Regions from separate parts of the Mus musculus genome. Here all the other regions are linked to region 2. A link is a contact called in public Hi-C data. All regions are on one chromosome and are shown on one strand. Each heading gives the region's core, a stretch centred on a gene start, on an enhancer-like site or on the middle of the called end of the contact. The rest is flanking DNA. Distances are from core to core; before and after follow the strand shown.

The links. A called contact is a pair of places that touch in the nucleus more often than the background predicts.
Region 1: a Hi-C map of Sertoli cells shows a contact between it and region 2, with 2.8 times the contacts expected there. The contact joins two enhancer-like sites. A contact is called at or near these places in 2 of 484 Hi-C or Micro-C datasets (Sertoli cells and nephron progenitors) and 1 of 115 datasets of contacts at active chromatin or transcription factors (pancreatic cancer cells).
Region 3: a Hi-C map of liver shows a contact between it and region 2, with 4 times the contacts expected there. The contact joins two enhancer-like sites. A contact is called at or near these places in 5 of 484 Hi-C or Micro-C datasets (all in liver) and 4 of 115 datasets of contacts at active chromatin or transcription factors (embryonic stem cells, extraembryonic endoderm stem cells, liver and 1 more).
Region 4: a contact with region 2 is called in a Hi-C map of Sertoli cells, with 3 times the contacts expected there. The contact joins two enhancer-like sites. A contact is called at or near these places in 2 of 484 Hi-C or Micro-C datasets (Sertoli cells and myocytes) and 3 of 115 datasets of contacts at active chromatin or transcription factors (embryonic stem cells, extraembryonic endoderm stem cells and neural progenitor cells).

The regions. Positions count from the first base shown.
Region 1 is chr12:12,651,169-12,654,178 of GRCm38.p6, forward strand. No RefSeq gene overlaps it. Among named protein-coding and RNA genes, the nearest start is that of Gm34637, 17 kb to the right of the region's middle. Within about 2 kb of position 1,288, at least 9 of the 459 cell types and tissues checked have an H3K27ac peak or open chromatin away from gene starts, as enhancers often do. A contact at or near this core is called in Sertoli cells, where this site is marked.
Region 2 is chr12:12,808,672-12,811,867 of GRCm38.p6, forward strand. No RefSeq gene overlaps it. Among named protein-coding and RNA genes, the nearest start is that of Gm35155, 18 kb to the right of the region's middle. Within about 2 kb of position 1,695, at least 161 of the 459 cell types and tissues checked have an H3K27ac peak or open chromatin away from gene starts, as enhancers often do. A contact at or near this core is called in Sertoli cells, liver and neural progenitor cells, where this site is marked.
Region 3 is chr12:12,997,706-13,000,738 of GRCm38.p6, forward strand. No RefSeq gene overlaps it. Among named protein-coding and RNA genes, the nearest start is that of Gm35208, 12 kb to the left of the region's middle. Within about 2 kb of position 1,631, at least 4 of the 459 cell types and tissues checked have an H3K27ac peak or open chromatin away from gene starts, as enhancers often do. A contact at or near this core is called in liver, where this site is marked.
Region 4 is chr12:12,679,584-12,682,331 of GRCm38.p6, forward strand. No RefSeq gene overlaps it. Among named protein-coding and RNA genes, the nearest start is that of Gm34637, 11 kb to the left of the region's middle. Within about 2 kb of position 1,263, at least 117 of the 459 cell types and tissues checked have an H3K27ac peak or open chromatin away from gene starts, as enhancers often do. A contact at or near this core is called in Sertoli cells and neural progenitor cells, where this site is marked.

The DNA.
Region 1 (3,010 bases), core at 38-2,537, 160 kb before region 2:
AAGTTGGCTGTGAAGACACAAGAGGAGAGATGTGACCAGGATGAAGAACAAAAAAGGTCTAAGTTTTCCACCCTAATTCTATGCAGCCCACAGAGAAGGTTGTCACTTCTGAGCCATGGCAGTGCTGGCAGCTTTCACCCCTATAAGCATATTGACCCTTTGCCTTGAATGGCTGTGCCTGGTCATATATGGCTGCTCCAAGACATGGTATGCTCCCTGGTGGTGTGGTGGAGAAGTAGGGAGATGGTACTCTGTAGCATGGGGCATGCGGTACCAAACCAACCCCGAAGGTCAGGTAAGCCAAGCTTGAGAATGCACCTTGACCACTTACCAGTGTTTATGAAGAGTTCAGATACTTTTCTCAGCATCTGTTTCCTGCTATAGTTAGAAGTGGCTACCCCTCTGAAGACTGAATAAGTAAAACAGGCTAAGTACCATGGCTGGAATGGAAGTCAAAGCTAGATAAATGTTTGACACTGTGATTCACCTCCGAATCCCTGCTCCCAGGAGCCTCCTCCCTGGCAGAGCACAAAAAGGCTAACGTTTCCTTCTATCGGCCAGTTCAATCTCTCAAGTGGACTGTGATTTTCAAGGTGGAAGATCACGTAGTCATGTCAAGACTCCTTCTGCTGTGTGTACAGGAATTTCCAGAGAGGTAAAAAAGACTGATGATAAGCAGAGAGAGAAAGGCTCGGCCTGGCTTTGTGTAGTCTTTGGGACAAGCTGCCATCCATCTACTTCACCAGCTGTGCAGAGCTAAGGGATACATCCAGCCTGTGCCCATGGTCAGAGCCTCACAGCTGGAGTGGTAGGGTGCAGTGAGCTTCCAGGTCCTTCACCGAAAGAGCCCATGGGAGATGTGCCTATGTCTTCCACACTGGAAGTCTCTCAGAACCCTCAGCCATTTTAAAGGGGGAGCCACGAGCACACAACTCTACCAGATTGCTTAAAGTGTGGAGAGCCCACAATAACTATTAACCCCCAGAAAAGAGGAGGAGAAAGGGGTGGGCACAAAAAGCATAAATTCCTGAAGAAAGCACCCCATCCCCTCCATGAAAGCATTTCAAATCTGGCGGAAACTTTTTCTCCAGATGCGCTTTCCCTGTCAGGGTGACCCTCCAGAGGCGACAGCAATGACAGAGAGGAGTCTTCCCATAGCCAGGACACAAAGCTAGTGTTGTTGAAATGAGAGCCGTGTAATCAGCTAAGACATTCCTGAGCAGAACCAAGGGCAGCACATACCCCAACCTTGAACTTCTTTCCCTCCCTGCATTTTTCTAATGCTTCCTGGAGAAAGGAGCACCCAGGGGCCTGGATCCCCTTTTAACTTAATTAGGAGCTTGCAGGAGCAGAGCTGATGCTGAGAACTGACTGTGGGGGTGCGGGCACTTTGAGAGCTTAGCCTCCCAGGCTGCAGCAGCTCCTCCGGTGGGGTGGTGGTGTCGCAGGGATCTTGGCTCCCCGGAGCCTAGCGAGATGGGTGTTCCTAACAGGTGGTCTGAGGGTTTTCCTGCATATTCTTCCCAAGGGGCTGGCATCTCCCTCCAGCACCCACACCCACCGGCCCATGACACAAATGAAAAACCAGGCACCTGCAGTTACCACACCCAGGCCAGGCACTCTTCAAGCGCAGAGAAGGCAGCATCACATGCTCTGGCTCTCGGCTGGGGGAGGGATGTGTGCTCTGTGGCCTAGGACAAATGACAGTATCCTCCCTGTCACAGGAATTGACTCTAGGTACTATGGTGGCAGTTACAATAAGACACAGGTGGGAGGATGTATAATAGTAACCAACAACTAGAAACTGCCCAGTGAAGGCCAGCTATCATTACGACTGCTTTTTCCTGCTCATTTTTCAGAAGAGTGAAAACCAGAGAAACACATCTTCAATCCTCCAGCAAGCCACACGGGACCCTTGCTCCTGAAGCACTCAGACACTGGAGCTTGTCCTGCTGTGGATGTATCACCCTGGGATGTACCTTCACTCGAAATCCAATCCACTCACACAAACAATATATATGAGACACTAGCTCTCTTGTGCTCATCTGAGGAAGACAAAAGGGGCTCTGGGATCTGCAGACTCCCGCCTCCATCGGGCCGATGTGTAAAGAGAAAAATATAAGACTGATGGAGAGGCTAAGCAATGGACTCGCAGCAAACAGTAGAGGGATGGGCCAGAGCCACGGGAGAGAAGAGCCCTGACACAGAGATGCTGTGCTGTGTGGATGAGACCTAAAGCACAGCAAAGTCATTCTACTTTCTGAATGGGAACTGCCACTTCGGGGTGTCCCGAGAGTTGTCTGATAGCCACCCACTGCTTTCTTCTTGCTGAACCCCATTTTCCATTGGTACCATTCTCTAACACCGTGTTCCTCCACTGCCAGCCTCCGTCACATTCCCTTTGCTGAGGGATCTGACCATGGCGAACTCAAAGTCTATCCCTGGGGGACCGGAATCTCTGTGAAAGTAGTTGTAGCTCTGTCCTGAGCTACATTTTCCTCTCATGCCCTACTGGCTGGGTCTTGCTTTGGGGAGAGAGTGCTTCCAGGGAGTCACAGCAGTACAACTCTTCCAGGAAGAGTCAGCACGGAGCTTCATTAAAGTCAGTATTAAAGCTCCAGGGTGAAGGGGGGGGGGGGGGGAGTGGAGCTGGAGAGATGCCTCAGCAGCTAAAACATTTGCTGTTCTTCCAGAGAAGGGTTTCAATTCCCAGCACCCATGTGGTAGCGACCACAACCATCTAGAACTCCAGTTACAAGAGCTCTGACACCCTCTCCTGGCCTCTGTAGGCACTGCACACATATTACACACAGACATACATGCAGGCTAAATACCCCCCACAGAGAAAATGAAAAATGAATGCGTCTTTTTTAAAGAAAGACACCATCAGCAGGGTTAAAAGGGCATAGAAGACCCTTTTAAGCTTCAGATCATTTGCACCCCATGAAATAATTATGAAATTAGTGACTACTAATTTCAGGTCTTATGGGTTAGCTCAGATCTCCAGCTC
Region 2 (3,196 bases), core at 445-2,944:
TGTACACATGCACATGTGTCATATGACATTTATATCAGATCTTCCTCAGTCACTCACCATCTTACTTTTTGAGACTAGGTTTCTCTCTCACACTGAGCCTGGAAGTCAGAGATCCAGCCACACTAGCTAGCTGCTGAGCCCTGGAAATCTACTTCCCCAGAGCTATCGGTATTATAGGCTAGTTGGGTCACACTGGTTCTGGGGGATCAAACTTGCATCATCATGACTTGGACAACAAACACTTTATCAACTGAGCCACCACCCAGGTATAGACTCTTATATGGACACCAATTGACCTTAGCCTTCCTAATGCTTCAACCCTCTAATACGATTCCTCATGTTGTGGTGACCCCCAGCCATAAAATTATTTTAACTGCTCCTTCATAACTGTAAATTTTGCTACTGTTATGAATTGTAATACATGTATCTGATATGTAGGATATCTAATATGCGACCCTGTGCAAGGGTCCTTCTATGCACAAAGTGGTGGTGACCCAGAGATTGAGAACCCTGGCTTAGGGTTTGTGTCATTTGAACTATCTTACGTGCATTAAAACCTCATCTCCAGATACAGTCACCTTCTGACTTCCCAGTGGTTAGGCCTGCCAGATGTGGATGGAGGGGACTGAGGTTCAGCTCAGCCACAGTGGCTGGGAAGAGCCTGGGCATGGGGACTAGATGGGAAACGTTAAAATTCTAGCACCCAACTCACTTTAAGAAGATGCGAGGGCAGAGATCCACACCCCTGTAATCAGAGGAGAACGTGATGATACAGCGTCAACCTCTAGGGTCACAGATAGGCTTCTTCTAGAACACCAGGGAGACTTCCTGATGAAGATGCCATCTAACACACTCTCTCACTACATCAGACGCACCAAAGGGCATCTCTCACCCTGGGGCCAGTGAAAGAGTGTCATGGGTTTCCTAAGGAATTGTATGGGTTATTCCGCCAGTCTTGGTTGCGCTCAAGCCACAGCTTCTTAACAGTGTGAACGGAGCAACTCGGTCTGTTCTCTAGGTCTGAGACGCCAGGACCAGGGGATCCTGGTGGACAGTATGAGAACCTATTTGATCGGATCACTGCTTTTTAGACTTGAATGGGCGAGTACAGATATAGCAGCTCTGGTTAACATGCAAATTCTGAACCAGCAGGATAAGGCCTGGGATTCTTCTCTTCTACCCTCCCGTTCTACCTCCCTCCCTCTCCCTCCCTCCCTCCCTTCGTCCCTTCGTTCCTTTGGTCCTTCCTTCCACCTGTATGTAGCCCCAGAATTCCTCCTATGATCCAGACGCTCATTTACACTGCCTCACCAGGCTGAGATCCATATTTCTAAAGAGCCCCTGGCCCAGGTCCTGGGGGTGACCCTTTGAATCAGAAGGGCCTCTGCTGCTTAATCCCCGAAAACATTTCCCCTGAACCAAAGTGAGTATATTTTAAAATTTGACAGACACATGCCGGTGGCCAGGCCACCGGCAAGGTTCCGAAGCCTCTGCGGTCCCAGGCATAGTGAGCCTTTAGTTTTGGATAGGAGCAGGGAGGAAGCTGGGGGTGGGGCAGGCTGGAAGAGAGCCTGGCTGTTTACGCAGGGCAGAGGCGAGTTTCCATGGTTAATAGCTGGCACCAACCTCCGGTGTCTGCCAGCTGCCTGCCCTCCTGGCCCGACAGCACCCAAGGCCAAGGGCAAGCCAAAACAGCCTGGGCAGCGGGTATATCTGACTGCAGCGGGCATTAGAGTCTGCATTGGCAGGAGCAGCCTGCTGGGTAAACATCATTCTGTGATAGGTTTTTTTTTTTTCCCTCTTCAAACAAGCTCTCTTCAGCACTAGCCACATAACCCTCCACAAGGCCTCTCAGTGCTGTTGACACAAAGGCACGAATGGTGTCATTCCAACCCAAAGATAAAAGGGACCCTCCCTCCCGTGGTGGTGGGCACTTCCTCCCGGGAGGAACACCAGCCATCAGGAAATTGACCAGGCCAGTCTGAGCCTCCTCTGAGGCGGAGCTTGGGGTTTTGTTATTTCTAGTGGATTGCTTTCTCCCCAAAGCTCCCCTTGTTTCATGCGGCTCGGTCAGCAGATATGTCAGCGGTAGACAATGGCCTCTTTCTACAGACAATGGTCAGCATGAGGAATGTCGAAGAAGGAAGGGCAGGGCTTCGTGTGGGACAATCTAGCTTTCAGAACCAGTGACCAAGTGGGTGCTGTAGGGAGGGTCCCGCAGTCCCCGGGCAGCCTCTTCAAAGAAGTCATTTATGGGACGGCAGCCCCACAAAAAAAAAAAAAAAGACCACCGTTATTGAGGCTGCTTGCGTGCTGTTCACCTGCATGCCAGAGGAGAATTGTAATACCTGCTCTGTCGGGCTCCAGGAGCACCTGTGACCACAAGCCCTGCGGAGCAGACTTTGTTTAATGAAAAAGCAAACAGCTATTCAGCCCTCCCCTCCAGAGCAGACCGGACCCAACCCTCCAGCCTGGGCCTCCACTGGGCAGTGTCAGAGAGAAGAAAGGACTTATTCACGGCCAAGGTGGAAATGTGCCTTCTCCTGGGGAATTGTGTAACTGTTTTGTAGTGGGATCGACTGCAGTCCTCAAGGTCTTTTGGAGGGGAGGGTATAAAAGAAAAACAGATAAAAGGGCAGAGGCTGGAGCCAGCACTGATTTATTCCCTGCTGAATAACTGTCCTACCAAAAGCCACAGCCCCATTGTCGCATCACCTGGTTGCCGGGCCTCCAGTCCTCTGCAGTGCTTAGGGAATGAAATGATCTCCTCTGCAGTGCTTAGAGAATGAAATGATCGCTCGGCCTGCAGGCATTTCTCTAGCCCAGTGGTTCTCAACCTATGAGTCAAGACCACACTGCGATCACATATTAGATAGTCTGCATATCAGATATTTACATTGTGGTTCATAACAGTAGCAAAATTACAGTTATGAAGTAGCAATGAAACTGCTGTTATGTTTGGGGATCACCGCACCGAGAGGAACTATTTTAAGGGCTCCAGCATTAAGAAGGTGGAGAACCGCTGCCCTAGCACAACACTTGGTAGATCACAGAACGGTGAGTAAAGGATTCTCGAGTGAATGAAATATTTAGGAATCTCTAATTCTTTTCCTCCCAGCATAAACAAGAAAAAAATGTCTTCCACAACGTAATGTTGCCTACGTTGTAAATTGCATCTCTTTTTTAAAAAATTATT
Region 3 (3,033 bases), core at 381-2,880, 190 kb after region 2:
TTGTATATAAATCTATAAGCAATATAAGTGAACTTCATGTTAGACTCTGGAGTCCTGTCTCCAACTCTCTCTCTCTCTCTCTCTCTCTCTCTCTCTCTCTGTATGTGTGTGTGTGTGTGTGTGTGTGTGTGTGTGTGTATGCGAACGTGAGAAAGAAGGTAGTAGTTTGCTCATGTTCCAACAGATGACTCTATATCCATGTACATATTGAGCTAAAAAAAATTAGAAGGGACATGAAGTTAGGAAGGAGACATGTGGCAGAGAGTAGGGAGTATCTGACCAAAATAAAGTCTACATGTATGAAATTATCAAAGAGAAAATAAAAATTAAAAAGATTTACTTGTCTTTATTTTACATGTATGGGTGTTCGCCTGTATGTATATCTTTGCATCAAACTCCTACAGTGCCTGATAAGGCCAGAAAAAGGTCGCCAGATTCGCTAGAACCGGAGTTACAGATGGTTGTTAGCTGTCATATAAGGTGGGGAACTGAGCCCAGGTCCTGTGCTAGAGCAGTAAATGCTCTTAACCACTGCTACATTTCTCCAGTGCCAGTCAAAGAAAAATGTTCAGCAGGCAGTGGTGGCACACGCCTTTAAATCCCAGCACTTGGGAGGCAGAGGAAGGTAGCTTTCTGAGTTCGAGGCCAGCCTGGTCTACAGAGTGAGTTCCAGGACAGCCAGGGTTACACAGAGAAACCTGTCTCAGGAAAAAAAAACAAAAACAAAAAACAAAAAACAAAAAAAAAAAAACAAAAAACAAAAACAAAAAAATAAAACCAAAACCAAAAAACCCAAACAAACATGTTCTTTAAAATCCCTGAATTGAGACACCCCAGGTCTTGAACATATGTTTATCCTAATCTAGAATAACTCTGTGTACTTTTAAAATTTGTAATCTATTCCCTAGCCCCCCCCCCCTTTCCAGGTAGCTGCAAGAGCTTTGAGTAGTCAGTCACCAGTGACACTGTCTACCATTCTATCTAAGTCTGAGCAGCCAGCCAGCTCTTTTCACCATTAGGCATTCAGTAAATATTTATAGACAAAAAGCATGAATGTAACACATCCAGGTCTTGGAAACCCTGGTCTCACTGAGCCACGACACATTCCATGGGAAGTGTCTTAGTTAGGGTTTTACTGCTGTGAAGAGACACCATGACCAAGGCAACTCTTGTAAGGACAACATTTAATTGGGGCTGGCTTACAGGTTCAGAGGTTCAGTCCATTATTATCAAGGCAGAATCATGGTAGCATCCCAGCAGGCATGGTACAGGAGGAACTGAGAGTTCTACATCTTCATCTGAAGGCTGCTAGCAGAATACTGACTTCCAGGCAGCTAGGACTAGAATCTTAAAGCCCACACCCACAGCGACACACCTACTCCAACTAGGCCATACCTACTTGAACAGGGCCACACTTCTAATAGTGCCACTCCTTAGGGAAAGCATATAAAAACCATCACAGGAAGTGCCATTGAATGTCCTTAAAAGGACATGGCCCCCACTGTTTCCCGGTTGTCCCCTGCTCAGCTTGTTTAATATGGGAGAAAATAATCCAGTCTCCTTCCTTAGGCTGTCCATAGTCCAGGGATACATAGATGGTCACAGTTACTATGACTGCACCAAACAGGACTATGACCTTACTGTCACAAAACAAGTATTTGTTTGCCGGTTCGGAGGTTGGGAATTCAAACAAAACAGCAGGAAGACTGGATTTTCTCTTCTCACCCCAGCAAGTGGGGCAGAGACAAACTCTTCTGTGATGTGTCATCTAAGAGGACTCAAAGTTTGAGGCCTTGGATCATTCAGAGGTTGGCTTCCTTGCATGTTTAGAAAATGATGCCCTGGCTCTTGGCTGAGGTCTCTCTCAGTTTCTCTTTTTCTTCTGACTGTCCAGCTATCTAGCTAGTTTGGGCACCTTTACAGCATGGTGACTGATTCAGAAACTTATGAGCTAGCCTGAAAATCATGTATGGGTATCACTCTTCCTTTCCTTCCCCTTCATCTCATTCATTTGTTCATTCATTCTTTTTCCTTCTGCGTGAGTATGAGTACTGGTGCATGTGTGTGCATATGTGTGTATAAGCCAAAGAGTGACCTTGGCCATCATTCCTCAGGTACCACCCGTCATCCATCTTCCACAGGGCATCACTTATAACACTTATCCAACAAGGTTGTCACAGTGTCCCTCGGGGCTGGGGTTCAGGGAAGGAGGTAAGTGCCACCTCTAGACAGTGGTGGCAAGACTCTGAAAGATTATAAAACTGAAAGTGTTTCAGTGGTCACTTAGAAATACAGTTGTCTGTAGAGAGATAGTATTTATAATGTAGGATCAAAGGGAATCCACCTGATCCGTTCTGAGTCTTCATAAAGTTGGGCTTGGTTAGAAAGTCACCACAGTGACAATAACAGTGTAAGTATGTATCAGTCCTTTCAAGCTGACTACTGTGCTACCGGACAGGCCCCGTGTGCCCAACTCACATCTATTTTTCTCATTCAATGAAGGCACATTTGATGAGACTTTCACAGCTTACAATGTATTTGACACAGCATTTTAAAATCTTCACCACAAACCTCCCAGCCAGAGACCATGACTTTCCACAGGAGGAAAGTGAGATTCAGAATAAAAATGAGAAGTCCACTCCATACCCAAGCTCACAGAAGCTGGAAGGCACTGTGTCTACTCCAGGTCCATGGAGCATGGTGGGCTCTGTCCTTTGCCTCTGCAGCAGAACTGAGCACATACTCAGTTAAGATCTCAGGTTGTCTAGATCAGGGGGAAGATGTTGACAGTTTGGTATCATTCTGCACACAATTAAACACAAAATGTTTGAGCAGTTTCTGGGATTTCATTTCATCACTGTCTCCTGGCCACTTCTGTATTTGCAGAGGATGTCGCCGTAGGGTCACCGTACCCAACCTGGATAAAACTTGGTCTGAAGTCCACCCTGTTTTCTCACTGTCTGCAGGCTGAAGCAGATATTTATCATGGGATGCCATGTTGTTTTTACAAAGCGATTATACCAGTCCATACTC
Region 4 (2,748 bases), core at 13-2,512, 130 kb before region 2:
GTCAATGGCACCCAGTGTCGTCAATCCAGGAGCATCATATGAGTGGTCTCCAAAGTCAGTGCTTCTCAGCACACCTCCAGTAGGTGTCTGTCTACACTGGTCATGCACGATATGGCTTCTGGACCTGTATCTAACTCCTTCCCTTTGTTTATATGTTAAGGACAATTTCTTCAGATAAAGAAATCCATCTGAAATTCATAAATACCAAGCAGTACATGATGCATAAGAACAGTCACCAGCAATCTGTTAAAGCCACTGAATTCCGTGTGCATTTGCATGTATGTATGCGCATGTTCATGTGGATTCAGGCACACTTGTGTACATACCTGTTTATGCGTATATATGCAAATGGAGCTGGAGGTTAAAGGGCAATCTTCAGGTGCTCTCTACATTTTTTTTAAATGGCAGATAGTTTAGCATTCTGCAACTTGCTGAGGGGGTGGGCTAAGAAGTCCCAGAAACCCACCTGCCTCCTCCCTAACACTGAGATTCCAAGTGTGCACAACCACACCCAGCTTGTTTTTAATGTGAGTTCTGGGAATCATGTCCTTGTGCTCCCAAGGTAAGCGCTTATTGATGAGCTATCTCCCAAGCCCCTCGACTGAGTTCTTAAGGGACCACCGAATGGCTAACTCAAAAGCAATAATTGTGCCCAAAGACGTAAACTCTGACCCAGAAGACAACGCTTCTCAATGTTATCAAGAAATCTCCGTTGCACAGACAAGTACTGAAGAGATCCGGCTTGGCTCAGCAATAGCATTTGTCACCAAGGAGTGTATCCTCCTTTCTGCCTATCAGAAAATGCCTGCAACCTCACCTCCAAGCACAGGCATAGGCAAGCACACATACACACGCACACGCCCCCACTCACACATACACACACTGTGGAAGCTAGCCGGCAGCCCAGCCCACTTGATCTCTCTTCAAACCCAGAGAGCCCTTGCTGACTCCACAAACCCTGGTCTACACCCCGGCTGTAGGCGGCTCTTGACTGGCAGAGCTGCAAGCCAGGGTATCTTTGTAGGGAACAACACCCTGCCAGGCTAGACTGTAACCTGCTGATGCGGTGTAACCTCACCAGCACTGTGGAGATGCCACATCTGGAGTCTTTCCCGGGATTTTCACTCGAGTTCCGTTCAATAGCTACCCTGTCTTTGGTGTGTTAGCACGTTGATGAGGCTGGCACTCTGTTCAGACATTCAGCCTATCTCTTTCCCCAGGGCTGCGTGACTCCCGTGACTCCTCCCCCAGACACAAACCTCCTTTCAGCCGCGCTGAGACTCTAAGCCCTCTCCCCTTCAGCTAAGAGCCATTGTATCAGCTGTGATTTATGTACAGGCCTTTGTTGGACTCCTGGTTTTGACAGTCTCTGTGTTGTCGAATGGTAATAATTACGGGGCCTTTCATCCTTTATTTACGGGATTGCTCTGGGGGAGAGAGGCCTGGCAATGGGGTGGGGGAGTGCGGGGGGGGGGTGCCGGGGGGTGCCGGGGGGTGCCGGGGGGAGAGGCTCTTTTTCTGAACCTCGATACAGAACCAAAGGAGTAGGGGTGCTTTGGAAGTTATAAATAGCAGCTCAGAGAATAAAGAAGTCACCTCTGCAGGCTAAGGGAGCTTACAGAGGACAAAGGACTCCGAGAGCTGGGAACACTGTGCTGCTTGGAGACTGACAGGGCTAAATCGGGCGTTTCCAGGGTCCTGCCCCTTGTTTTCAAGCAGCAGAGTTTCATCTGAACTCAGGTCTCTGACTGAGGTGACAGGGATGTAGCTTCATTTCACTCAGCCTGCGAGGAAGCCTCCTCTCTGCCTGTGGGGATGTCCTTCCCTACCTCCACAAGCCCTTCTCAGATAGGTCTAGAGCTTTCTGAAGCTCCCGTATTACCCAGGGCTCACTTGTGAGTAGCCTAGGTCACATGGATGCTTCTGGACAATAGGAGTGGACAGAAGGATGCTGGGACTGGAGGCCAGGTGCTCAATGGCGATTAATGCTCAAAAAGACACAGCAGAGGAAAATGCTAGACCAGCAATGAACTTGAATGTGCGAAATTAACCTTAAAGTCCTGAGCCGCTAAGATTTCTGGGTTTATCTGTTCCTGGAGCACAGTCACTTATCTGATCAGCTTTGTAGCTGTCCAGCTTGGGCATAGAGATACCAGGGGCCATCCACTACCCTCAGAGTGTTCTCAGTCTGAGGGAGGAGGCAATATCAGGATAAATATGAGGGATGGCCACAGTGGAGGACTAGCACTGTGTGAACACAGAGAAGGTTATCTTGCCAGATCTGTGGTACCAGGAGTGCTCCCTGGAGTCAAGTGTCTTGTGAGGGATCTCGGAAAGCAGGTCTCAGGCAGTGGAGCAGACATAGCCGTGGGGACTTGGGGCAGGGAAATAACAGAGGACTGGCATGGACAAGAGTGGTGGTGCTGTCATGGACAACACTGCCAGGAACTCCAAGACAACCTAGTGCTGACTCACTGAGAGCCCCTGGACCTGGGGAAAGGAACAATTAGTACAGCTGGTTTTCGTGGGCGCTGCCAACGACTGGGGAGGATGTGGACAAGAACATGGATGTGGATCATACGGAGAATAAGGATGTGGGGATGGGGAAGCACAAGAAGACAGAGCACAGATAGGATGTGGCTGTCAGACTGGATGTGGTCCAGGGGGGATGAGAATCACAGGGAAGGATGCGGCCCATGGGGAGGATGCAGATCAGAGGCAGAACAAGGATCAATCAATGATGCTTAC